4 separate regions of the Mus musculus genome follow, and regions 2, 3 and 4 are each linked to region 1. Evidence: chromatin contacts called from public Hi-C and HiCAR-type data. All regions are on one chromosome and are shown on one strand. Each heading gives the region's core, a stretch centred on a gene start, on an enhancer-like site or on the middle of the called end of the contact. The rest is flanking DNA. Distances are from core to core; before and after follow the strand shown.

The links. A called contact is a pair of places that touch in the nucleus more often than the background predicts. HiCAR-type assays count read pairs that join an accessible place to other places.
Region 2: a HiCAR-type map of Th17 cells shows a contact between it and region 1, with 8 times the contacts expected there. The contact joins the enhancer-like site here to the promoter of Tbxas1 in region 1. A contact is called at or near these places in 1 of 39 promoter capture datasets (macrophages), 1 of 15 datasets of contacts at CTCF or cohesin (large pre-B cells), 13 of 484 Hi-C or Micro-C datasets (B cells, CD4 T cells, the G1E-ER4 cell line and 6 more), 9 of 115 datasets of contacts at active chromatin or transcription factors (Th17 cells, bone marrow-derived macrophages, embryonic stem cells and 2 more) and 4 of 9 other capture datasets (adipose tissue, embryonic stem cells, liver and 1 more).
Region 3: a contact with region 1 is called in a Hi-C map of bone marrow-derived macrophages, with 32 read pairs. The contact joins the enhancer-like site here to the promoter of Tbxas1 in region 1. A contact is called at or near these places in 2 of 39 promoter capture datasets (embryonic stem cells and macrophages), 1 of 15 datasets of contacts at CTCF or cohesin (CD8 T cells), 15 of 484 Hi-C or Micro-C datasets (3T3-L1-derived adipocytes, the AML12 cell line, the Patski cell line and 9 more), 10 of 115 datasets of contacts at active chromatin or transcription factors (bone marrow-derived macrophages, embryonic stem cells, fetal liver and 3 more) and 6 of 9 other capture datasets (adipose tissue, bone marrow-derived macrophages, embryonic stem cells and 3 more).
Region 4: a contact with region 1 is called in a Hi-C map of the G1E-ER4 cell line, with 2.8 times the contacts expected there. The contact joins the enhancer-like site here to the promoter of Tbxas1 in region 1. A contact is called at or near these places in 1 of 39 promoter capture datasets (macrophages), 1 of 15 datasets of contacts at CTCF or cohesin (the G1E-ER4 cell line), 7 of 484 Hi-C or Micro-C datasets (B cells, CD8 central memory T cells, the G1E-ER4 cell line and 3 more), 6 of 115 datasets of contacts at active chromatin or transcription factors (CD8 T cells, acute myeloid leukemia, bone marrow-derived macrophages and 2 more) and 3 of 9 other capture datasets (adipose tissue, bone marrow-derived macrophages and liver).

The regions. Positions count from the first base shown.
Region 1 is chr6:38,915,330-38,921,967 of GRCm38.p6, forward strand. It overlaps Tbxas1 (thromboxane A synthase 1, platelet), which reads left to right and starts at 3,657. Exons shown (of 13, transcript NM_011539.3): 1 at 3,657-3,912. The coding sequence starts at 3,824.
Region 2 is chr6:38,687,339-38,693,976 of GRCm38.p6, forward strand. It overlaps a transcript of Hipk2 not described here. Among named protein-coding and RNA genes, the nearest start is that of Clec2l, 28 kb to the left of the region's middle. Within about 2 kb of position 3,428, at least 18 of the 459 cell types and tissues checked have an H3K27ac peak or open chromatin away from gene starts, as enhancers often do. A contact at or near this core is called in Th17 cells and microglia, where this site is marked.
Region 3 is chr6:38,707,913-38,714,550 of GRCm38.p6, forward strand. The region is part of intron 12 of Hipk2 (homeodomain interacting protein kinase 2); the gene reads right to left. Among named protein-coding and RNA genes, the nearest start is that of 4930502C15Rik, 26 kb to the right of the region's middle. Within about 2 kb of position 2,774, at least 54 of the 459 cell types and tissues checked have an H3K27ac peak or open chromatin away from gene starts, as enhancers often do. A contact at or near this core is called in 3T3-L1-derived adipocytes, adipose tissue, bone marrow-derived macrophages and 2 more, where this site is marked.
Region 4 is chr6:38,775,169-38,781,806 of GRCm38.p6, forward strand. The region is part of intron 2 of Hipk2 (homeodomain interacting protein kinase 2); the gene reads right to left. 4930502C15Rik (a long non-coding RNA gene) reads left to right here. Exons shown (of 4, transcript XR_003956279.1): 4 at 794-6,638. Among named protein-coding and RNA genes, the nearest start is that of 4930502C15Rik, 41 kb to the left of the region's middle. Within about 2 kb of position 3,908, at least 14 of the 459 cell types and tissues checked have an H3K27ac peak or open chromatin away from gene starts, as enhancers often do. A contact at or near this core is called in the G1E-ER4 cell line, where this site is marked.

The DNA of each region.
Region 1 (6,638 bases), core at 2,407-4,906:
TCCACATGCAAATGTCTCTGAAGATGGAAGCCATTCTCTCACTTCAGGTCCTTCTCCTCATTGTTGCAGGTCAGCCTTGTTACCTGTGAGGTCCTTTATGTGCTTGTGCTCAGCATGCAAACACTGGAGCCACTGTCCTTTCCCTACCTAGGCTCTTTCCTGGACTCCTCCCCCTCCCCCCATGTCCTCACTGTGCTGCAGGACACCATCAAGGGGAGAAGTTAGAAGGTCAGGCATTACCGTTGACATCCTTCATCCCCTAACCCAGCTCCCAGAATACAACTATCCATTATGCCTTTCCAGAGCCTCAAAGATAACTCTCCTAACCAGTTTCCATGCCTCCTGATTCACTCAGAGCATCGTCTCCTACTGTGATGACCCACAGCCTCTTGGCTGGACTCTTCCTCAAAGGTATAAACCATCCTATCTACCTGCTAATAGGTATTTCTAGAAGCATTGCTCACCTCTTCCCAGGGTTCCTCTGAGGTGATCTAGAGAGGCGCTTGCAGAGTGCTAAGGAGGTACCACACACTTTCTTTGCTCGGGGCTAGTCTGGCCTTGAGTGTTCCCTGAGGACGCCTCTTTTTGCCTCTGTCTTGCTTTTCTGTCAGAGACAGCCAAGCTTAGCACTGAGCAGCTGGGAACCTTCCACTGAGAAGCAAGGCACCTCTTCTCCACACATGCAGTTTTTAAACACAGGAATATGGAGGAAATACCACGGAATTTATGGAGGAAAAGCTTTAAAAAGAAACACAAGACTTAAGTCAAAACAGTTGACTCAACTTTGGGGAGATGTCTGCCTCAGGGTAGGAGGGGAAGGAGACGGAGTGTGGAGACAAGAGAAAAGCTCTGTGGGGTGCCTACTATGTGGTCTCAGTGCCCCTGACCCCCACCCCCAGCTCTCAGAATCAGGGGCCAGGAAGCCACGCTGCTCAGAGGTAACAGGGGCCAGGAAGCCACGCTGCTCAGAGAGGTAACACTTGCCTTTTCATCCAGCTATCCCACTTCTAAGAGATCCTGTAAAGTCAAGAAACTGGAAATGTGAATGACACTCTACAGAGGGTTGGCTAGTTGACTCCCCCAGTAACCATGGAATAGATCCATAAGTAGCTACGGATACCTTGCTCTGGATGTAGAAGTGACACACATCACAGAAGTGCAGACTTGAATACATCACAGTAGGTAAAATGGCATGGATATAAGAATTTTTTCCCACATGGAAAAAAATATTGATATATTAGGGGCAGTACTTTAATATGACAACAGAATGTCCCTACATTGCTTCATGAACTTCAAAAGTCTAATAAATCCTTGTTTATGTTACTTTCCTGCTGAAAATCCTTTAGGTCACTTATTTCTGACCCTACCGCTTCATCTTGGCTAGCTTGCTTCTCTTAGTCCTTGGTTATTATCTCTGTCCCGCAGCAGATAGAGAAAGGGTGTGGCTGTCTGTCTCAGTTTTCTATTGCTGTGATAAAGTACCATGGCCAAAAGAAACTTGGGGAGGAAAGGTTTATTTCATCTTGGAGTGCGCAGTCCATCATCCAGGGACGTCAAGCCAGGAACCAGAGGCAGGAACTGATGCAGAGATCATGGAAGAGTGTTGCATACTGGTTTGTTCTCCATGGCTTGCTTGTTCAGCCTGCTTTCTTATAGAACCCAAGAGTGTCTGGCCAGCATCACCCACAGTGAGCTGGGCCCTTCCACATCAATCTCCAATCAAGACCAGTTTTCCTATAGGCCAGTCCTTCGGAGACATTTTTTTTTTAAATTAAGAATTCCTCTTCCCCAATATGTTTTGGTTTGTGTCAAGCTGAAAGAAACCTACCAGGACACCATCTCTCCATAGCATTTGCAGTTTCTACAGATCGCACGTCACCTAGGGATACCTCCACACTTATTGTTATCCTTCGGGTGTGAGCAGCCCCTCAGAAAACTGGGTATCTCTGGCTGACCACTTGCATTCCATAACAATGGCAATGAGCATCTGGGGTCACATCAGGGGTGAGCGTACGTCATCCATAGGGTGATATAACAGACACATTCAGGACGGAATGGATGACCTGGCTTATACCACGACAAAACTATGTGACCTTATTCTAGTCCCTCTCCCTTTCTGGGGTTCTGTTTCCCTCTCTATAAATAACACTTTGCCACGATCAACATTTCTCAGAGCAAGTTCCTTAGAGTACTCCATCCGAGCTGTGTTAATAAATGCCCCTGAAGGAGGATTCTGTGGTCAAAGGCACTTGGGCTATGCTGCTGGCCACATCCCACTCAACATTCCCAGGGCATATCAGCAACTTCATAGCTCTGAATGGAGCTGCAGTAAATAAACTTACTGATTAATGTTTAGACCAGCCTTTCTCACACTTATCTCACCTTGGACGCCTTAGGGAGCACTGTGTGTGTGTGTGTGTATACACAAGTATATATGTTGTTTTTTCCACAGTGTTGCTCTGGCATGTGCACTGAATTCAGTCACATCTGAGGTTGTTCCTTCCCTGAGCATGGCCATAAACCTGCCGTTGCTCCAGTAGCACTAGCTGTCACTCTGCATGGTAGCTCCTTAATTTGAGCAGACTATCTGACCCTGTGGAGGAGAAGCCTACTCTGAGAGAGGAGAAAGAAAGATGGGGGGGGGTAGTTGAGGAAAAGAACAAGGCTCGTGGGTCTTACCGTAGTACTTAAAGCGCAGAAAGGTTTTCCCACCTCCAGGCCTCCACCCATGCTCTCTTTCTGCTTCTCCTGCAGCTCTCTACAGGACAAACTGCTTTCTCACAGGCAAATCTCAGTGATGGCTTTCCTCCCTAGAGTCTTCCCCACTATACCTCCTAGCAGGCCATCCCACAGGCTGTCCCCGAAGCTCCGTTTTGAGAACCTTCACAGCACTGTTCTGCACTGGTAATTATTCCTTCGTTTGTAGACTGTATATCCATCTGCAAAGAATCTTCTCCAGGGTTGGGGGCCAGCATCATTTGTGAGTATGGCGGATGCTGACCCCATATACACTCTATGAATGGCCGAATAACGTCATGGTGGGTGTTTTCCTGCTCACCCAACCTTTTTATCTGTCTTCAGGATGAAACACGCTGATGAATAAGCAAATAAAATCATCCAGTGTCTTTCATCAAATTAGACCAGAAGCTAGAACAGTCAACCCACACACGACTACGAGTGAGCTTTTACACAACCAACAACTCATGCTGAGAGCGCTCACCCGAGGTAAGATCTGTGGTCTGCACCAATACTGTGAGCATGCCTCTCCTCTCAGTCAGGAGCTTGCATCCTATAACCAATGCACTGGGAGGTGGTTGGCTACAAAGCAGATGATGCTGTCCACCTGGCCCCCAGAATCCATGGAACATTCAGAGTGCCCTGGCCTGTGTCACCACTGAAGTACAGATCGACAAAGGTGTAGAGAGGCAAATCTTGCAGGAGGTCTTTCTCTGAGGACGGCGTATTTGAGAAGCAGTCAATGGTTAACAACCATTTTGCTTCATGATGACCATGAGGCCCGCCTGTCTGCTCCTGTTTCTGGGGAAGCTAACATAAATGTTTATTGACAACACAGTCATCAAGAAAATAAAGTTGCTGATTCATTGCCCTGAAGCCCTTTGTTTCTCCCTCTGCTTCCTTCCTCTTTATAAAGAAAGGCACACTCTAAGAAAGAGCACTTTTGGGGGACTCACTTGATGGGATGTTCAGCTGACTACCTACTTCTTTCTCCACCACCTATATACAGATCAGGACTCCTATAAGGGCAGGAGAGCAGCACCCTCTTTCCTCCTGAGGACCACCCCTCCGGGGTCTCCGAGGAAAAATGGAAGTGTTGGGGCTTCTCAAGTTTGAAGTCAGTGGTACCATAGTGACTGTGACTCTGCTCGTGGCTCTCTTGGCCCTCCTGAAATGGTAAGTGTGGCCAACCACAGGGACTGCGACACTACAAATGTCAGCCCAGGAGCCTGTGGTGCCAGGTGGGGTATGCGGGCGTGTGTTTTTCTTCTTGTCTAATCTAGAGGGAGTTGAGTATTAACACGGCTTCGGAATTAAAAGCAAACAGCCAGGTTAATTTTTTGCTAAAATGCATGAGATTCAAGTGTCAGGAAATGCTGGAGACTCTGTGACTGGGAACGCTACACACAATTAAGTCTGAAAGAAATGGAAAAAGAAGCGGATTGGAAAGGCATCGGGGATGGCTAGAAGGGCTTTCTCCAACCCTGACGTACCTGCTCACCTTGTTTTTTGAAATCATTTCATGTTGAGTTTGCAACGAATTCAGCCTCTTGGCTCACATCAAGTTAAAGACATGGAAGCTCTTCGGCAAACAAACTTTACTGGGGACAGAGATGCCTGCAGGGTTAAGGACAAAGTGGTAGAATAAATTTCCCAATTTTCTAATATGTGGTAGAAGGGGATGGGTGCCAAATTAAGAGCCAGGTGTGGTGACAATGAAGCTGGGGACCCAGAAGGAATCTTAAACTTGTGCTACATACACTGTTGCTCTTTGTGTGTTTGTTAGTTCAACAACAGACCTTGTGTTTTAAAAGCTGGCCCCAATGGTGACTGTGAAGGACAGACCTCACAATGAGCTATATTTGTGTTTACCCAGCGGGGTCCTTACCTTTCCTGGAGATACCCATGGATTCCCAAACACTTGGATTTAGGTTGTCTCTGGGTTTTGAGGGGAAAGTGGAAAAAAAAAAGAAGAGCTGGAAGAGAGTTTCAATTTATGTTTCTAGTGGTAATAAAGCCACCCGTAGATTAATAGCTGGGAAGGCACTTTGAAAAACATCAAGCATTATGCAAATGTGAGGTATTATTCTTTTGGAATTTGCATAGCTGAAAGTGGAATGTGCGTTTGATGTTCTCTGATGATGATATGACTTATTGGAAATTGGCTCTGAAGCCCAGCATCGGGCCCAGTGCTCTTTTGGTTTTTAACTGGTTTGGTTATTTTTTTGAACTTTTCTGTCTCAGCATAGCTGATCTGGCATTGAAACCAGCCACGTGTGAAAACAAGAGCAAAGGGTAGTCCCTTGCCCCCGTCCCTAACAACCCACTTCAATGTGTTCTCAGTCTCTGTGGAATCCAAAACAAAGTATGTGGCATGCAGTAGGTGCATAATAGATGTCTACCACTATAATTTTCTCCTACTAAAAGCAGAGGAAAGCGTGATTGTGGGTGGGGAGGGATAAGACGAACACATGGGTAGTGTGTGCAAAGGCCTAGGTTTAAACCCCCACACTGAAAACGAGCCATCTTCAGTGGTTTGCTTTATGTGTCTTCTCACTTTTTATTAATGTTCTGGTTATGGGCTAGGGCTATAGCTCAGGTGGTAGAGAACTTGCCTGCATGCACGAAGCCCTGGGGTGGATCCCTAGTACCATACACACTGGGTTTAGTGACATTAATCTGTATGTAATCCCAGAACTGGGGCGGGGAGGAGGAGGGAATGCGTGGTAAGGGCAGGAAGATGAGAAGTTCAAGATCACTCTTAACCAACCCAGACTATATAAGATCTTGTCTCAGAGAGAGAGAGAGAGAGAGAGAGAGAGAGAGAGAGAGAGAGAGAGAGAGAGAGAGAGAGAGAGAGGAAAAAATGAAAAAAAGAAAGAAAGAAAAGAAATGCTTATCAATATTACTTTCTCTTCATCAGCCTATGTTCTGTGACGTTCAACGCCTTAGGCACCCGAGTCTTCCAGGTGGTCCTGCAGCATCAGTACCCCCTTATATGCATTTCTACATTGCCTCTCTGTGTCTTTTTCATTTCTGAATTCTTAACTCTCAGCTCTGCGCCTGACGTCTAGCAAGGCCTCAATAAATGTTTGATGAGCCACTGAGTGGGCTCGCACACGTTACCACTGCTCTGATCATGGAGAGGGCCCGTGTCTTGCCTGATAAGCTGCATAGCCGGGTGTTCCCAATCAGCTTTCCGCAGAGACTCATGGACATGCCACCCGGCAAGGCAGCTGTGCATGTGTAATCTACTCCCAGACCCTATTAATAACTGGGTTCAAAGACACCGAGTGAGGAGAGAGAGGCTCGGAGCACAGGTGGTGACTAGGAAGTAACAGTTAGCTTCCATTTGTTATCACAGAAATATTTATCGACTTGTTAATGTGTGCCAGCACGGTGGGAGGCCCGAGTATAAGGTCAGGGAACAGGAGATTTGGATCAAATGAGCCAGGGACGGGGAGACATGGCTGTGGTGGGGGTGGAGTGAGGCATGAGCTCAGTGCCTTCCAAGGTAAGGGGAGGAAGCATCGGTGAGTGCGGCCGCAGTCATGGTACCCTTATATGTGTGCCTCCATCCAGCTTAATAACAGCCATGATTGGGCTCCTTATGTTCCTATTCCAGGCAAGACTTAGGCAGCCATTAGAAGCAGCCCCAGCTTGGCTTTGGTAGGGCTTCCCACCCTCAGGCTACATCTCCTGTGTGGGAGGGGCTGTGTCTCTAGTGGAGGGGGCCAAAGGCCATGAATCTGAGGTATAGAGAGACCACCACAGTCATCTTAGATCCAAGAGTGTTTGTAGAGAGTCTCTGCGGAAAGCTGATTGGGAACACCCGGCTACGCAGCTTATCAGGCAAGACGCGGGCCCTCTCCATGATCAGAGTGTCCTACTGGGCTGTCTTC
Region 2 (6,638 bases), core at 2,178-4,677, 230 kb before region 1:
CGTGGCTTGAGAGGTAATGGGGATCCAGGAGACTTAGCACAGGATTGGCAGTGAAATGACCACAGGCCCACCTCTCTCCAGCATGCGGACTATGACTCCTTTCAGAGACAGAGAGCAGTTACTTGCAATGGCGCCCCCTAGTGAGGCTTGGCTAAGGAAGCGGCTGGACAAAGTTCAGTGATTCCAAACAGTTTAATGTAATTCCAAGACAGTGTGATCACATCGCTACACATATACAATATGCATATGTGAGTTTACAGATTCAATTAATAACTCGCTTCACCTCAGAGACCGAGAAAATGATCAAAAAGAAACTGAGTAACAAGCTATAACAGTTCACCACAACAGGACCCCGCCTCACCCTACAGTTAGTAATATTACAATTAAAATAACTATATTCTTCTATAATTTTTCTGTTAAAATCATCTCATAAATTTACAATGCTATTATTAGTTTCCAAGACTAATATAAATTCACTCCATTTTTCTACAACGAAAATGATGATTAATTTAGAAGCGCACGACGTCATGATGAAAACAAGCATTTTAGTAGCAACAACTTCATCAGTTAAGAATTAGTTTTCTTGAAAAACATTCTAAAGCCAAGTAAAATATCCATCCTTATAACATACCTATAATGAGACTAAGGAGCAGGTTACATAGAGGTCTACGACACACTGGTTTGTCCTTAAAAAAAAAAAACCAAATTAGACATTTATAAATAAAAAAAAGAGGGACACGTCACAGAGGAGAAAGAGGTACACGAGAAAATACTGTTGCACGCGATAATCCCCACACAGGTTAACATGGATTAACACTTTATTACAGAAACCACACAGTGAAGGAACACGACAGGCCAGGGCTTTCCAGAGGCTATCAAGACTGAGCTGAGATGACCTGGGGGAGAAAGATCTAGGTGAGATGACCTGGGGGAGGGAGCCTCATTCCTTGGCCTTGGGGATGGGTACTGCCAGGTCTCCTTCTCCATGTTCTTGTTTTGGGGAGTGTGTCTTTCTGTCCTGAGCATCCTGAAGCCACAGGCAGTCGAAAGCTAAGCATTGTGACAGATCTCTCTCGCCATCTTCATGGTACTACTTTTTGGAAATGTGATATAATCAGGCTGTAGCTCAAAACAGGTGGCCAGAGCAAAAAGGGATGAAAAATTCCAGTCCTTATGATCTCTGTCTCCTCACTCTCCTATGCCTTCATTGCTGGGGACCCACAGAGAGCAGCAGAGCCTTCGGGGCCCCCCAGCTTTGCAGAGGTGAGGCCAGGGCCGGGTCCTGGGGCCTTAGCTGCGCGTGAAGCACGGCGTGTCTTGCTCATTGGACACATCGAGGCTGGCTCCAACCTCTAGAGGGCTCCTTTTCCTTCTCATCCATAAAGCTATACTTTTCTATCAGAAATTTGGCTTGATATATATATACACAAACATATATATCAACATCTCTATCTATACAATGCTTCTACTACACTAGGAATCCTGCAGCCCCAACATATGCCTTTCTTGTCAACTTCATTTGGTTAAAATACACACTTAAAGGGGTGAAGGGTGCTTTGGGGGCTATAAATGATTGTGTCCTAGGTAACCCATGGAAGAAAGCCAGCGTTAAATGGGCAGTAACACAAGAGAGGGATGTGGAGGGCAGGAAGCCAACAGACTTGGAGGCAGTGTGAATAGGACTTCTGCTTTGAAGGGCACATGGTGTGTGTGTGTGTGTGTGTGTGTGTGTGTGTGTGTGTGTGTGTGTGTGTCAGAGTCATAGAAAGCTAGAGGATGGCACAGTTAAGTCACTTTCAACTTCCACGTCCTTCCTCATAACCTGAGCCAGAGTACTGACAGCGTGAGCAATCCATGGACCAACAGCCGGGCGGGCGGGCGGGCGGGCAGGCGGGCAGCGAGCAGGGGCATGGCTCCCAGAGCTGAGCTTTCTGGGAGTCCTGAGTGCCTGAGCATGGATCTGCGGTGGGGAGCCAGAGGTGGGGATGGGGCCAGGAGAGTCATTTGGAAATTGGTTGAGAGGGAACTAAAGAGAAGACAGCAGAGCCCTTTTTATTTTTATGCTACAGTGAATTTACTTTTCAAATAATAATGAAAAGCCCATTTCCATACCTCTCACTTTTAAAAACATGGGTTAGCTTCAAAGACAATGAGACAAAATTCATTTGGTTTATTAGTGCAAAGCAAATCACACACACACACACACACACACACACACACACACACACACACACACACACGCACACGCCTAGGATATGACTAAGAAGCGTGAGAACAACATTCTACAAGGACATTCAACATACACAAGAGCATGCTGTGAGCGCAAACCAAACATGGGCGGTGAGGAGTCACCACAGGTCGCCACGGGTCCTCCACAGTTCAGTGGTGGCACAAGAGAAAACCAAAACCAAACAAAACCCAGTTCACATTGTGAGTTCTAGACCAGCCAGGGATACATGGTAAGAACCTGTCGTAAAGACACAACATAACAAAATACCCCAGTAAAAACCCAACCCAAACCTTACAAAACTGTCAGGGAAATTGACATTTCCTGTCTTCTCTTGCTCATGTCTCTGAAGCCTGCTTCCATCCCTGCAAAGCCCTCTGTCTCCAGGACCATCCCGCACTGCCCACCCCTGCCCTTTGGCTCTGAAGCCATCTTCTGAACTGAGTTTCACATCTTAGCCAGGCAATGGGTGAATTAAAGTACACATTATTTTACATGGGGTTTGTTTTAAAGAAAAAAAAAAACTGACAAAACCAGCAACACGTGGAAAATCCAGCCAGTGAACATGGGCACAGGGGTATTGTTCTCCCTCTCAAAATGCTGACCAAGGTTCACTGCGGACCCAGGAGCAGCATCCAGACCTGCAGAGCTGCTGAGTGCCGGCATCACCTACTGCCAGGTGAGTGGCCCGGTCACAAAGGAAGCATTCATATCAAGACAGTGTTGGTGAGGCGGCGGGGATCAGTCTCACCGCCCCTCCAAGCTCTGGCGCACACGGCACCGGACTCTGCGGATGGCCCAGGTTCAGGACTCGCCCTTTCCCATTCCCTCTTGACTTCCTTTCACATTCTTTCAGGTTCACTGGAAAGCAACAATAAGGGAAACACATGCATCAGGCTGTGGCACAGCATGAGTGGAACATGCCTGCCTTGGGGAGACAGCTTCTAAAACAAGAGTCAGTCAATCGCTGTGGTTGAAGATGTCAGTTATAAACAATTTTCTTTTTAAAAAGTACCAGATTAAATGTAAACTATAAAATACTTTAACTATAAAATGTAGCCAGAAGTCTGTATGAGTATCTACAGTCAGTTGTGTCATTTACTTGATAGTGGAGAACTCAGAGGGCACGTTACCTAGAGAAACATGCTCTGTGCACTTGAACAGCATGCTGATTATGACACGCAGACATCATCATCTCTTCTTGGTTTCACTTCTGGTGTAATGATGAGAATTTTATTCTCAGAATTCACTTAGGCAACAGTGACCAGGGTATGCGTCAATCCTTACTTTCAGCCCACAGGGAACAATTCATTGTCTTTTAAATCACAAGATCAAGCTGGCTACATGATTTCAAAAAAGGCTAGACCAGGACGAATGCCCACATTTGAGGTAATTATTGCCATTAGGGTCACAGTTTGTGTAAGATAATGTAGCTAAAACCTTCTGAAGATTTTGTTAGGTGCTCTGCCTGAGTTCCAGAACACCTACTGACACCAGCCAGGACCTCAGATCTACACTGGCTGGGTTTGCTTCCAATGGATTTAAAGTTCTACAAGAATTGAGAACTTGTGTAAACCACCTAAGAATTTAGGCAAACAAGCCTGGAGCCAGTCAGTACAGACATTTTTACAAGAAAAGAGAAACAAGAAACCCACCCAAAACAGAGTTTGAAGAAGTTAAAGCCTAGCCCTAAAGCATTTCTAGATTTTTGTCATCTCTTAGGTGAAATGAAACTTCTAGCACAGCACTCTCAACCCCAGGGCCGCCATGGGCCCCACCGACGCCTCCTCCTCCTCCCGTTCTGCGGCTGCTCTGCCCATTTTTGCTGTTGTCCTTCTCTTTGAGAAGGGTGTTTCCTGCAAGAAAATTCAATTTTGTTCTCTTCCCAAAAGTCCTCTTGCCTTTACCCCCTCCCCTTTTTTGTTTTTGTTTGTTTGGGTTTTTCTTGTTTTTGTTTTTTTTTTGTTTGTTTTTTGTTTTGTCTGTTTCTTCATAGAAAACAGAAGTTCCTGGACACAGACCCACATGGTATTTACAGATTTGGCATGAACCTGGCTTCCGGTTCTGTGCAGAGCTGAAGAGCGGGCCTATTACAGAGATCAGAGCTGTCATGATATTTATCAAGTACAGTAAAAAATAGCATTTTGGAAAAAAATATATACTTTTAGTATTGCCTTCCTAAGATTAACTATAAGCAAGAAAAAAAATCATCTTTATGTATTTATTTAAAAGAAAGAACACCTTCCCTGCACTCTCATGGGAGCTGCAGCAGCCTGAGTGGCTAAAGCTAGTTGCTAGAAACAGGAATTCCAGGAATCCCGAGGAACTCCCCAGAGACTTTTCTTAACGTCAAACTCTGCCTCTTTCACCTGCATCCAATCCAGGAACCCTCTTTGCACATACCTGCTGAAGTCCACTGTCACACGGGGGCAGGCAGAGTGTGACATTCTGCAAAGGACTGTCCTTGTTATACAAGGGAGGCAGCTGAGGCTGGTGTGTGAGCTCAGCTCTAGAGCCAAGTAGACAGAATATCTGACTTCCCTTCTTATTAGCTAGGTGGCCTGGGCAGGCCCCGGGGTCTGCAAGCCAGGCGCCTCCTCTGCACAGGTCCTGCACGGCTGCTGTCCTAGGGCTCGTCAGCAATTCTTAGCACAGTGTTTGGCATACAGGGAGTGGGAACATCGGATTAAGAAAACCAGAACCTGGGGGCTCTGAGATGCATCGTGTTCCCCTTTCACACATGCCACTTCCTCAGAGGGCCAGCTTTTCTATCTGTCACATAGTGGGTGTTGACTTCTTCCCATGGATGGATCTCTGAGGGGACATGGAGAAAGGGCTTGGCATATTGTGTGTGGATACTCAACAAATGTCAGTGAGTCCTTCCATGAGGGACACTGCTCTTGTGCAGCAAGAGACAATTAGTATAATGCTCTCCTGGATGGGTCTGTGATGAGGGACACTCAAAGGATTGGGGCAGGGAGGGGTTCTAGCTTAGAAGTCAGGCAGCATGGAGGTTCTGTGACAGGGAACCTCCAGGACCTCTTTTCTGGCAGCTCTGAGCTTCTGGTTGGAGCTACTTCTCAGGAGCTACCCCAAAGACTCGGGAAACCTTTCCTCGGGCGGTTACTACAGTGAGCCATAGTGCCAAAGTTCATGAGGTTCCTTTTGCAATTAAGCCTTATCTTGCCATCTTTGGTTCTCTAGTGGCTTGACCGACTTGTCTGGGTCTGTTTGTGGAGACTAAGGCAAGTGGGCCGATACTGCCATTGCCAGCCCGTCCTACACATTCTCAGCCTGGGATACAGTGTGGGGTCATCAGAGAAGGTTGCTTGCTTGTTTTCTAGCTTCCCACAGTAGCATGAGATCAATTAATCACAAAGGAGTGCTAGAGGGATATCAGTTCCTTGGAGTAGCAACATTTAGGGCCACTACTCCACTCCTCTTTGAAGATGAGTGGTTTTGAAATAACTGCAATGAAAAAAAAAAAAGGCAGGATAGAAAGGTAAGGTAAATGGAAGGTCACTGAAGTCATATTGCCCAGAAAGGACCAGGGAATGCATCTGTCCATCTCCAGATGTCTTTGTGAGGGTTCTTTGGCTATAGGAAGGGACAGCTTTCCTTTCCTTTCCAATTTGGTAAGGACATCTCAGGCTTGCTTAATCTTTAGGCTTCTCCACTGAAAATTTGTAAAGCAAATAAGAGGGAAAAACATGAGTGAGGGGCAAAGCCTGTGAGACCCAGGATGGAGTGTGCTGTGATCCAGTAGCTGGTGGGGTGTGTGTGTGTGTGTGTGTGTGTGTGTGTGTGTGTGCAGTCTCAGGCTGGGCCATGAAAGGAGAGCTTGCCTTATGGAATTCTGTCTGCTAGCTGAGGGCACAGAGCAATCTTCTTTCTGTTTTCTGTCCTAGCAGCTACATGGCAGGCCAGCAAGAGCCACGCCCACAACCTACCCTCCCTTAGCCAGATGTTGAGAACCCGGGGGAGGGAGGGGCAGGTGGGGACCCAGCTACCATCATCATCATGAACCAGCAGCAATACTTCCCTAAGCCTCCTAGGCACCTCACTCTGGTTTCCAAGAACGTAAACTCCACTCACATCACCCAACCCACTCCTCCACCACACACTGTTCAAAATGAGTGTTTGCAACATCTGAGACGCAGTCCAGGGAGCTCCTGTCTGCTGGGCTAACCTCCCTTCCTGACCTGCTCTACGCTGGCTGCTCAGTTCCAGTTCTTAGACAAAGAGAACCAAGCCAGGCTGGCTTTTACAGCTGCAAACAACTTTGTTACGAGGAAGGGGAGAACGCAATACAGTCAGGGACACTGGCCACTCGCCCCCTTTTCCTCTGAATCACATCAAACATCCATTCACAGGGCTAACTGGCACTACCACAAGCCTTGCCTACTGGCCT
Region 3 (6,638 bases), core at 1,524-4,023, 210 kb before region 1:
AAGTGGGAGAGAGTATTTGCAGTATGAAAGGGCCCATTTTGAATATCCCACAGAGATTTATTATGAAAGACATTCAAGATAAAATCCAGTCTACTGTTCATGTCAAGAGAAAACAAATCTCTTCAGCGAGAGGGACTTACACATGCACGGGGTCCTGGCCATTTCCTGCTGAGCCTCCCTTCCCTCATCATATCCATTATTTAGAAAGCGAGCAAGCAAAGCAACAACATACAATACTAATTTTGACCAAACTGTAATCTGACCTCAGACACAATTTAAATTGTGCCCATTTGGAATTTGTAACCCTGATTTGCTAATTATGGAGAGGCTGTAGTTGGTCCCCCCCCCAGATTTTATATATGTATGTATTTATTTATTTAGTCTATATGGGTAGCTGTACTGATGGTTGTGAGCTATCATGTGGTTGCTGGGAACGAAGGTTGCTCACTCCAGCCAGCCCCGCTCGCTCTGGCTGGCCTAAAGATTTATTTATTATTATATGTAAGTACACTGAAGCTGAAGGCACACCAGAAGAGGGCGTCATCCATCATTACAGATGGTTGTGAATTCTCATGTGGTTGCTGGGATTTGAACTCAGGACCTTTGGAAGAGCAGTCAGTGCTCTTAACCACTGAGCCATCTCTCCAGCCCGAAGAAGCTCCCGTTTAATGCAGATAAAACTTCCTAACTGCGGGAACTTTCTGAAGGCACACTACACTACCTCATGAACTAGCACACTGCCAATGAAGGAAGGCTTTCTGCAGAGTCCCGTGGGAGCGGGAAGCGTGGCTGTAACTGGGTGCTACCTGTCGCTGTCTTGTTATCTGGAATGAGGTGGGGGCAGAGAAGCTCCCCAAACTCCTCCTGAGGTTCATACTTTTCTCTGTGGCTGGGAAGTCCCGTGACTAACAAGCAAAATCACACGGCAGCTTAACATTGTATCTTTTTATACAGTTTTGTATCTGATAGGTTTGGGAAAGGTGAATTAGTGTGATAGCTCTGTTTCTATTCTTGTCTATTGCTAGAAATATCTGCGTACTAGGTAAACATACTACCCAGATTAGAGAACAGTGGGGAGCTGCTAAACAGCTCCCTTTAAAAACCAACCACACCTCTGAGATTGGCACTGCTGGTTCTTCAGGCTCCTACATGTCAGTACCACGGGGACTCGTTCCACCATTGTCTGTGATTATTATTGACAGTTTATCAATCCCATTCTGAGCTGGTTAATGGAAGAGAGAGAGAGAGAGGGGGGGGGGAGGGAGGGAGGAGGGGAACGAGACATATTTGCTCAAATGGCCTTGACAGACACCACTTCTGAATAAGAAGCAAAGCTGCAAGAGCTCGAGACTCCATTGTGTTGTCATGGCAATAGATGATTTTCATCATTTTAAAATGATGAAGGGAAATAAGGAGCTAAGAAGTATAGAAATGAACCGCAGAGGAGGAAAGACAGGCACAGGAGCAGGTGCAAGCCTCTGACCCCTCCATCCCTGTAGGGTCCCTTCTGGAATGTAGTTCTGATTTCTATTTGCTAATCTCAGTCAATTTCATCCTTCAAGACCAAGGTCAAAACTCATCTCCTCCAATAAACTTTCCGTGACTCCTCTATCTCCACTGACTTCAGAGAAAATACCATATGTGAAAACAAACCCCAACCTCCTGCTCTTCCATTCCAACACCGATGGCATACACGGGACACACATCAAATACATACCATTCAAAGTGCTGCGTTTGTGTTATTTCCTTCAGTCCTTAGAACAGGACTACACGGTAAAGACAGTGATTACTTTCCTCTTGTAGAGGATGACTGCAGATAAGGAGGGTTTCGGTCCTTCGCTTGTCCTAGATCAAGCCATCTGCAGTCTTAATCACTACGCGACATGGCCCTCTGCCTCCCCAGTGACAGTCCTAGCAAATGCTGCAACAGTAAAATGAGGCAAACGCTCCTTTCTGGTGTCTCCAGGGCCCATTTGTTAAGAGTGGCTTTCTGGGGCATGGGGTGATTTCCATGGAGAGTTTCCCAGCTGAAGGAAATAAGACATGAGGGTTCAGCCAGCCTTACTGCTTTGATCCCCATGAGCAGAAATACCAGTGGATTACTTTTAACCTGCTCCTACTGAGGAGGATAAGCAGCAGAGCCTGCAGACTAAAGTCCTCCTTTTGATGTTCTATAGCTTTTAATTTAGCTATCAGGTTGAGAAACGGTACCTTAAATGTGTTTGTTTACTGTTCACGTATGTGTGTTTGTGTGTGTGTGCTGAGGCATGAGGAGCACAGTGTCCTCAGGAGATGTCCATCTTCTTTCCTGAGACAAGGTTTCCCTCTGGCCTGCAGCTTGCCAAGTAGGCTAAGCTAGGCTAGTCAGCCACTGTGTCTCAGGGAATCTGCCTGTCTTTGTAACCCCAGGGCTGGATTTACAAGCATGCACTACCATGCTCAAGTTTTTCATGTGGGTTCTGGGGTTCATGTTCAGCTCCTTATGCGTGCATGGCAAGCACTTTGCCAACTAAGCTATCTTCCATTCACCACAACTTTAGTATGGTCCATATATTTTATTCAAATGGTATTCTCTGTTATCTATATCTGTATGTATTCACTTGCACATCTGTCTACATTAAGGTCAGCCTTCACATGACCACTCTGTAGGACATCAGAAAGGGGCCTGGAAGGAGGTGCTGGTTTTCCTTCCCCTTTCTTCAGTAGTTAGTTCAGCTCTCTCTTCCTCAACCAGTCTGACTCAGCTGGCTTGGGCTGCGGTACATTAAGCCCATGTGTTGAGCACGTGCCAGAGCAGATCCAATTCCTCTCTGGTGCCCATAGCCCCAGCTATGGAAGGTGAGGAGTAAAGAGGAGGCTGCCACACATCAGTGTGGCAGTGGTATACTAGAGCATGAGGATACGATGCTGGGGACAGACAGGTTGCAGTGCTGCCTTTTCAGGATGCAGCCCTTCAGCCTTGAATGGAAGCCTGTGATGAAGATGCACTGAGGATGGCTGAGTGTACGGCTCCCATTGCTGGGGCTGAGTCACAGGACAAACAGGTTCCAACTTAGGCATGTGTTAGAGCACAAACGTCCCTTACATGGCGCTGTGAGTCTGGCTTCTGGGTTCCCTCCCTCTAGTTGGCAGTCACTGGCCAGGAGCACATTCTGATGCTGGTTGTGCGGGGCTTCTTAACCAGGATAGGAGGGCAGTGAGGTTCCACTGTTGTAGGTGTCAGTGCAAAGAGATTCCAATTCAGGCTGACCTCTTTGCTCAGGTAATAATAAATGTCGTTTTTCTTTCTCTGGTTGTCCATTTTTCAGGCAGAAGTCATTTGAACAATAGTTTCAGACTGTGACTTATCTGAAATAATTTTACCACCTTTTAAATTTAGTACAAAGAAGCAAAATATCTTGTGTCAACTCTTTTGGGGGTGGGAACTAAATCCAGAGCCTCATGTATTCTGGATAAGCAACTGAACTACAGGCCTAGCCCTCCATTTATAAATATATATAAATATTTTAAGAGTGACTTAGGACATTGCTTTCTTATCTAAAGCCTCCTGTGATATTTATGATCCCATTTTCTTAGAGGTGACACTACTGGCAACATTAGCTGAACAGCCCTCACGAATCTGCTTGTGTGTTATGAAGTGTGGAATGTAGAAGTACCCTGTGACCCACCTTTTCTACTAGAGAGGGACACCCAGTGAGTCAGTGATAGGCATGGGAATAACGGACCCTGGAGAAAAAGTCTTATGCTAATCAGCTCAATGAATCACTTTGATCAGATACTTAAAAGTTTTCCTTATGACAGGCGTTTGCACGTCATGGCTTCTCTAAGACTGCGTCTGCATAGGTGAGTTAGGTATGAGGATCTTGATAAACAGATACATCTTTGTAAACACTGATCAACAAGATTCCATGTTAAAGGAGACAGAGATGATGAAATGCTTCCCTCATCAAAAACACTTAAAATAGGCAGGTTCTACTTAATTCTGGGAAATATAGGAAACAGAATGCTTATTGTTTAGTGTTTCTGTTTTTATGTCTACTCTCTAGCCATGATTAGAAAAGTCCCCTAGTCTACTAGTGAACCACTGAAATAGAGAAAACACATTTATTAAAATGTTACGCAACACTGGCAAATTTTAAACTTCTGCCCATCTCCTGAGACTGCCACAGCACTCTAGAGTACCTGGTACCTATGCCTTCAGCTCCTCATGGCCCTGTCACAGCTCCCTGCATATATTGGATGCTATCAGGGGACTGGTTACAGAAGGTGAAGGAGAGACTTAATAACTGTAAAGTTAATGACTAAAGAGAAATAATTATTAAAAAAATTTCATCAATGGTGTAATACTTCCGGAATGAATCCAAATTCCCTTTCTTGAGCCTTTATTAATCTGACCTCATCACTTGGCTTTCTTGGGCCGTAGTTTCCTCATTTATTGAGTGGAAATAGAAGTGACAAGCAAACTGCAGTAAACTGTGTGCGGTCTGCTACGGTTCCCTTCAGTTCATCCTGCCCCATGTCTCTACATGCTGTGGATTCTCCTGCCCGGCCATTTGCTTCGGCAACTAACAGTGCCCATATTTGTGGTCAAGATCTTCCCTTGATATTCTTTTAACAATTCTAGGCAATGCCATCTAGTTTTGGAGATTGAGTGACATTGTCAGTGAGGCCTAAATATGTGGCTTATCATTTATCTTATGTTGATGCTAAAAGTCACTCTGTGGTCACCCTGTGAGTGTTCGTGACCCTTGATGCTTTAGCTGTTGTGCAGAGACTGAGCCACACTGGGAAACAAGCAGCATTTGAGGACCACACTGGACTGAGCCACACTGGGAAACAAGCAGCATTTGAGGACCACACTGGGCGCCTCAAATGCTAGATCTGGGGTAAGCAGCAAGGAGGGGTTCAGACAGAACAATCAAGATGCTCACCTCCCAGGAGAAATGTGGTTTGCTGGCAAGGATGACCAGAGTTAGAGACTGGTGCTTTGAATAAGATGTCCCCAGTAAGTCTTGGGCATATGAATACTTGATCCCCAGTTGTCTGTTTTGGAGAATAAGGAGGCGAAACCTTGATGGAGGAAGTGTGTTGCTGAAGGAAGGCTCTGAGGTTTCAGAGGATTTATGGTTTTGAATTAGTGCTCTTTGTCTCCCCTGTGGTTTGAGATGTAGACTCTCAGCTCTTCCTGTTGCTGACGGATTTAGCTCTGCCATCTGGATTCTAACCCTCTAGAACCATAGCCCCAAATCAACTCATCTGTGAGTTGCCTTGGCCATGGTATTTTACCATAGTAGAAAAGTAACTGGTCAGAGTGTCTCCAAAGCTTGAACAGAAAGCGGGAGGATAGGGGATGCTGTTCAGCTTTGGAGCCCATGGCCAAGTGCTTTTTTGTTTAGGTGCAAACAGTATAGTCTTGGTTTTCTAGGCCTGATGCTTTTCCTTGAACTTCTTCGAGCCTTCTGACAAATCCCTCATTTCCATCTAAGGGGAAATGCCTCAAAAACCATTCCCATGCCCACCCCATTTCCTCCAACATTCTTCCTTCTCTTGGATAAGGCTTGCTTCTGGGACACTCTGTTTGCTCCCCTTTGGCACTCTGCCACATCAGTCACCTCACTTAAGTCTGCAACTCTCTCCTAAACTCTCCTGAGACTTCGCTAGCTTCTCTGGAGGAGATGTTCTACTTCCTGTCAGAGTGATTTGTACGTGTCTTGTCACGCTTATTATCTGCAAGCCTCAAGAAGAGAGAGTCTGTCCCCTTATTTGTATACTACTTGAAGTTCCAGCCATACTGTCTTACAATGGTGGGGCGGTAAATAGTCACTGTGTTAAATTTCATGGTAATTACAATTTCCAGAACACATAATCGTAAGTTCCTTTACTTTCTAGTTGTTAAATACAGTCATGGTTACGTGATACAATTACACAGTGGTTTTTCTATTAAGAGCTATTGGCTTCAACTAGACTTTTCTATCTTTTTGGGTCCTGAACTATTTTCTAAGGCAACAATCATATCTCTGCAGTAAGTATCACTACTGCATCTTCCTCTGCAAGCTCCCTGTCACCAGGGTGGGTGGTTGAGGCCCTTTACCATCGCTTTGTGGTTTAGTCTGCAGTGCAGTCCCCTGTATTTCCTATGTATCATGCCCCTGTGTTCAGGGTGTGGTTCCTCACATGTCACCTACCCCTGGTTGCTGTCCACCTTTACTCTGGGCCTCGGAGTCATTTTTATCACAGTTCTCACAAGCTGCCACGCATTTCATTAGGTTTCCTCCAAGGGACACAGTTCCACATTGCACTTCCTTCCGCTTTCAGTCCTCCTGGCTCTCTGGCCGCTGCAGAGATGGCACTCGCTGTCCTGCCCTCCTACTCTCTAGTCAAGCCTCTCCTGAGCCACTCGTGTTCAGAACTGCTGTCAATTCACATCTCAGACTTCAAAAGCGACATTGCAATCTAGTTGACAGCCAGGTCTTTAAATTGCTTTTGCGTTTCTCCAGCTGTGCTCAGGACTGCTCAGCTTTTCTTAAACAGCGCTACAAATATATGCACAGGCTTCCCCAAGCCAGGGGCCAGTCTGGGGCAAGAAGAGTCTTCCTCTCTGGAAGGAGACCAAGCCCTTAACATTCTCAGGTTTGGAC
Region 4 (6,638 bases), core at 2,658-5,157, 140 kb before region 1:
CACCATCCCTAGGAGCAGCCATGTCCTTTCCTTGTGAATTTACTTTTTCATCCACTAAATGCTAGGGCTACTGAGATTCCAGGTATGCACCTGTCTGGCTTAAATCTTTTAAAATCAAAGCCCAGCAGGTTTGTTTTATGTAAAATATCTTAATTTACAGTGCCCCCCCCCCCCCATTTCTTAGTTGCCGCCTTAGCTATGCATGCACTAACCCGCTACTGCAGGCTGCCCTCACACTCAGACTCCTGTCAATTCCCAGTCCACTTATCCACCTGCCTACCCTGTGAACACACACACACACACACACACACACACACACACACACACACACACCTGAAGAGAAGCTGCACTTGCAGAGATTGATTGATTGATTGATTAGAATTCCAGTACTGAAAGGCTGCAGGTCCAGAGACTTTATCTTGGGCTACTTTTAGCCTTCCAGAACAGCCATTCCTTGCCTACCGCTGTGTCTGAACTAACATCTTGTGACTAACAAAAACCATTTGGAATCTATTAACTTAGCAGACCACTGGCTTTCACCAACCCGAAAGCTAAGGATGCCATCAGATAGCATCTGAGGTCTAAAGAAAAACCTCCTCCATCTTGCCATAACTGATGTAGCCACCAACTTGCCTTCATTTATGTATGACTTTTTTTTGTTCTGTAAAACTATAAAATTTCATGAAACTGTTTCCATGTTGGAACATGGAATTTGGGGAAATCTAAGGTTGTGTTCCTGGGCCATGGTCACTCAAAAGGACCCCAAAATAAGCTATCTCTTATTCACTTTCAGATGAGAGATGTGGTATGTGCCAACACCACCCACCTACTTCTACTAAACCATCTGATTCCAGTATTGACTTACTTAGAACTGCAAGTGTTCTTTAGTCTCCTCACATTTTCAAGTGAGTACTGAGATAATGTTTTCCTGTGTGGGGTCACCTGCTTAGTAAACCCTACCCAGATGACCTTCTGGTGAGAATATCCATTCAGCATGCTGTTTGTGCACTGTGAATATCTGCCATGTGACCTGGTCACCTGCAGCTTCGCAGATGGTCTTCACTTGTTGAGTCTTCTGTATCCAGCTATAAGCTCTTCTAACTAGTAAAAAGGATCTCTCTCTCTTTCCCTCTCTCTCTCTCTCTCTCTCTCTCTCGCCTTCCACCCCCACCCTGTGTGTGTGTGTGTGTGTGTGTGTGTGTGTGTGTCTGTGCATGAGTGTATGTGTGTGTGTATAAAATCCCAGGCCTGTCCAGATGGTGCAATAGGCTCTGGGGATGGGCAGTTTCTTGGTAGCCAGAAGCCAGTTTCTAGAAGGATCAGTAATTACATACACTAAAAACTATATCCTAGAAAAGATGTTATGGTAAGCATATTTTTGTAGATTGCCATTTTTACAATAATGTCATGGCATCCCTGAAAAGCAGTGATTTTGTTTTTTAATCTTCCCTCCTTTAGGGGGAAAAAAAAATCAAAATGAGGAAAAAAACCAACAACAATAGAAAAAAAGGACAAAACAAAAATAAACAAAGACAGAGAGTCTAGAGTCGGTAGGATGCCAGGCTGTTCTCTAGTCCCAGCCACCATTCAACTTTAGGTCTTCAAGAGACTTGAAAAGGCAGGACTGGCACGGTGTGTGTCCTCTAAAACAGAAATGCAAGAATGGCGAGTGTTGAGATCCACTGAAGGATCATCTTCTCAAGAGCCAAAGGCCGGGAGCAAATGTTAGTTTACATGTTGGCAAATACCATCTTCTTCCTTAAGGTTTTAACTGAGCAGATAAAGCAGCATGGAGCAACTGTCCTCCTGAGGAGATCCTCACCTGGGGTAGGTAAGGAACACAGATAAGGACGTCATACATGGCCACCGCCACTTGTAAAGTGCCACAAAAATACCATAATAGACCTTATTTTTGGTGATCTTGCATGTAATTATTGACCAACCCCTTCTAGTGCACATGTGTGTGCTCACATAAAACATGTTAGAAAAGGTAGCAAACAACTTCCTAATAAAAACTAAGACTAAAGCTTAGGAAAACCAATATATACAAAAGCTAAAATGCAAGCATCACACAGATGTGTTTCCCTCAAGTCTTTAAATATACAGCTATAATCACAGCATTTGTACGGGTTTTCGGTTTTATGTGATAGCCTGCACTTATTTTTGCTAGTCTTTACACTCTCAATCCAGAGCCTATCAATTGTTAACATCTTAATTTTCTAACTTTATCTGTCAATTGCTGTTTGCCTTCAACATTCAATTTTTACTAAAAATAGAAGAAATTATATATACCCACATTTTTCTGTTTTCCTTTCTTTTCTTTTCTCTTTCTTTTCTTCTTTATTTCTTGACTTTTTCTTTCTTTCTTTCTTTCTTTCTTTCTTTCTTTCTTTCTTTCTTTCTTTCTTTCTTTAAGATAGGGGTCATCCTCTTTGTAGCCCTGGCTGTCCTGGAACTCACTTTGTAGACCAAGCTGGCCTTGAACTCAAAAGATTTGCCTGCCTCTGCTAGGATTAAAGGTATATGCCACCACTACCCAGATATTCACATGGTTTAAGAAATTTATAATATTTACAGTGTTATGAGATTATCAGGTAAAATGGCACAAACTACTTACAGCTGCCAGTAAGATTTGCTGATCTGACTTTTACAAGGATCACATTATTTTAAAATCAATTTAACAATTTTTGATCTACTCCTTGTGACAACTAGTCAAACTGAAAAGTGACACTAAACTGTGCTCAGTCACTGCTTTAGGATGTTTAGATAGTGGCTGATGCTTCAGAAACAGCCTTGACTTAATGGCTTTTGTAATTAGGAGACAAAGAATGAGCTGTTTTAAAAACGAATTGCCAGATTCCTAGGAAAGCCTTTATTCATGTATATAACACCCAAAACATATTAGTTAGCTTCCTCACACTAGAACAACCTAGTTTCATAGGTAGCAAGTAGTGGACATACTGTATTTTACTTGGAATTATCTTTTAGGTGAGAGTGAAGAGACCATTTATTAACAAGTGACAAATATTAATTAGAATCAACAGTATCATACAATAATAGATATGCAAACCAAAGAAGTTTGATTAATGTGCAATATTGGAAACAGTCATGAATAACAGTTAAACAGTTATTTAACTGGGTGTCTAGTCTGACATTCTTTACTTCAAGTTCTGTTAAATAACTTAAGACTGATTAGAAGAAATTAACAAATAAAATCAATCCTATTAGAGTTTAATATTACTCATTTTGTGATGAAAAGTTACACAAATATTAGTCAGAGCTGCTTGAACTGAATGGTACTAATTATTAAAACTGTGAACCATATATTTTAATACTGCACCATGCACAATGAATATATACAATGAAATCTTTCTTAAAACTACATGTTGGCTATTCTATTTAGTTGAAATAAAACCCTGCTTTGTATCCACATGGTTAAGGTAAAAAGGCCAATGAATGGATTTTATTTTACTTTTCTAAACACAGCCACTTATAGGGTTGGCCTTTGTCTATGGGCCTTTCAAATGTCAATGGTATTTTAAAAATAATCAAATAACCGCAGAAGAATTCATGCTACTGCACTGCTTCAACCTGTGCCTTATGTAATGCAGTCAATTTACTGAAGGAAGGGCCAGTTCAATTTTCCTATCAAAACCAAAAAAAAAAAAAAACCAATGACATGGTCTTACAAAGCTCTTTCTCTGAGTTAATCTCTTTAGCCCACAACTACCTTCTCAGAATTCAGGGCTTATGATTCCAGTGGAGAGTGGCCTTTCCAGAAGGATCATGGAACCTTCTTTCCTTCCAGAAGCCAAGCTCAGCCCTGTTGGCCAGGGGGCTGATGTGTATACAGCCTGCTCTTAGCCATTTCAAAGGTTGACATAAACAGAAGCCACTCTCTCACTCTGAGGAGTGATCTGGCAGGGGAGATAAACCAGGAAGGGAGATAAGCATATTGTGACTGTACATGAGTAAAGACAGAGGTGACATTTTAATAAGACTATTCTTCTTTGGTACACTCAGAGATCATAAAACAACAACTTAAATTTAGCCTTTAAAGATCCATATGTGGATGGGAAATGAGAGTGAAATAAATTTTACACAAATTATCTGTTGTGCATGGCTTTCACATGGACGACACCTGGCTGACCATATGAGCACATAAATGCAGAGGGAAATTCCTGTCTCACTGCACTGTTTCCTTACAATAATACTGTTGCAGTAGACGGAAAGTGATGGAATAAGAGTACTGAAGCCCAGTGTAATCAAATGTATGTGCGCTCGTACACGCACGCGCACACACACACACACCCCTATGACACAATGCTAATAGAAATAAAAGTCTACAAACATTAGTGTGTTAGAGGACTTGCTACTGATGCCAGTCATATGAAGGTGCGATCAAGCACAGGTGCACACACTGCCAGGTGGCAGCAGTGGTCCACACCTTTAATCCCAGCACTCAGGAGGCAGAGGCTGCTGAGGTCAGCCTGGTTCCAGGACAGCTAGGGCTACACAGAGAAACCCTGCTTCGTGGGCTGGGAGAAGCACCTACACCTACATCCAAAGACAATAGCTTTATCTCCTTCCTGGGCCACCCTATTTTTAATGTTTTATTTGCAGAGATGCCAAGACAGCCAAGTGGAGCACAATGAACAGGCTAACTGTATTCTTTCCTAGGTCTACAAGAGGGTTTGGCTGAAACATCTCTTAAATTGCTTTCAGACATTTGGCAAAGTGAGAACTGATACAACAAAAGCTAGACATTTCCCTCTCTCCCTATTGGTTTGAGAGGTTGGCTTCGAAGGCTGCTTCACCACACAATGAATGCTATACACTGCTAGCTGAGGGCTGTAGACCTGTGAAGTTCCTCCAAATCTGCACTCCAAGTTAAGAACACAAATGTCCTGCTCAGCTATTCATGAAGCACAAGAAACATCATGCAATTGTTGACCACTGCTGTTGTCTGCAGCAAGGAGCATCTGGCTGCCACATCTGCATTCCTGATATTCAGAACAGAGTCGTTAAGGCTGAGTCTAAGTATCTTTTAGTTTGGAGTACAACTTGAAAAATAAAACTTTTTAAAACCATAGCTTGAAATAATGAACTGAAAGAGGGATTTTTCTCTAGAAAAAAATTAATAGATTTTTATAATACTTGAGAACAAAGCATTACAACAAGCATTCAGCAAACGGACCCTGGCTTCTCAAACAGTAGCATGAGATATAAAGTAAGCATCAGAATCCTAGCACTCTGGAGGCAGAGCAGGCGGATCTCTGAGTTCAAGGCCAGCCTGGTCTACAGAGCAAGTTCCAGGACAGCCAGGGCTGCACAGAAAAACCCTGTCTTGAAAAACCAAAAACACAAAAACAAAACAAAACAAAACAAAACAAAACAAAAAAAGAACAAGAAGAAGAAGAAAATTTAAAATAGTAATTATGCCACAGACAGGTTTCCAGAAAACATCACTGATAAACTCTGTATTTACAGATTTACTCTAACAGAACTGTTAACATGACATTTTCTCAAACAATGGTGATTGCCCTGCACTGATCTGTATGCCAGACTCTATAAATACTGCTGAATGTAGATCAGAAAATTAAAGTTGTTAAAAACTATCTATATAATCTGTGCCTATTCCAGGACTACAGCTGATAATAAAGTTTTAAGGAAGTGACCAGTGCATTTATTGGAAATAATCATAAGCAAAATCTAGGCATGGAATGCTATCATTCACATGGAAACATAAAGAACTGCTAGCTACTGCCATTTGTGTACTCTGTGGTTTGTGTACATCCAAGGTTTATTAGAGTGGTCTCGATTTTTATTAATTTACTTACATTTTAAGTTACATTTAATCATTTACTCTGTGTGTGTGTGTAAGCATGCACAAGAAGAGGTGCATAATACTACAGTGCAGATGTGGAGGTCAGAAGATAACTTATAAAAGTCAGTTCTCTCCTTTCTCCATGTGGGTCCCAGGGATTTAACTCATGTCCTCAGACATGGCAACAAATCCTTTACCTGCTGAGCCATGCCACTGGCTCCTTGGTTAATTTCTTCTAGTTTGTGTCTATAGTTTATCTATTCATTCACTCATTCAAGATTCCCCTAATAAAGCCAGGCGTGGTGGTGCACGCCTTTAATCCCAGCACTTGGGAGGCAGAGGCAGGCGGATTTCTGAGTTCGAGGCCAGCCTGGTCTACAGAGTGAGTTCCAGGACAGCCAGGGCTACACAGAGAAACCCTGTCTCAAAAAAACAAAAAAAACAGAAAAAAAAAAAAGATTCCCCTAGTAGATATGATGTGTGGTATGCATTGATTTAGATACTAGAGACAGTATAGAGCATAGAGAGAAAGGAGTGCACTCTCTTACCCTCATGGAATCTACATTCCAACACGAGCACTTATAGACTTGATTCCTAGTTTACTAATTTAAAAATCAAATGCTGTTTTTATTTAAGTTGGCATGAAATTATAAAGTATCTTGGGTATGAAACACCTGTCAAGATTATAAAAACTGGAGAAATTCTAAATATATTAACCAAGAACTGAAAGAAAGAAAGAAAGAAAGAAAGAAAGAAAGAAAGAAAGAAAGAAAGAAAGAAAGAAAAAGAAAGGAAGGAAGGAAGGAAGAAG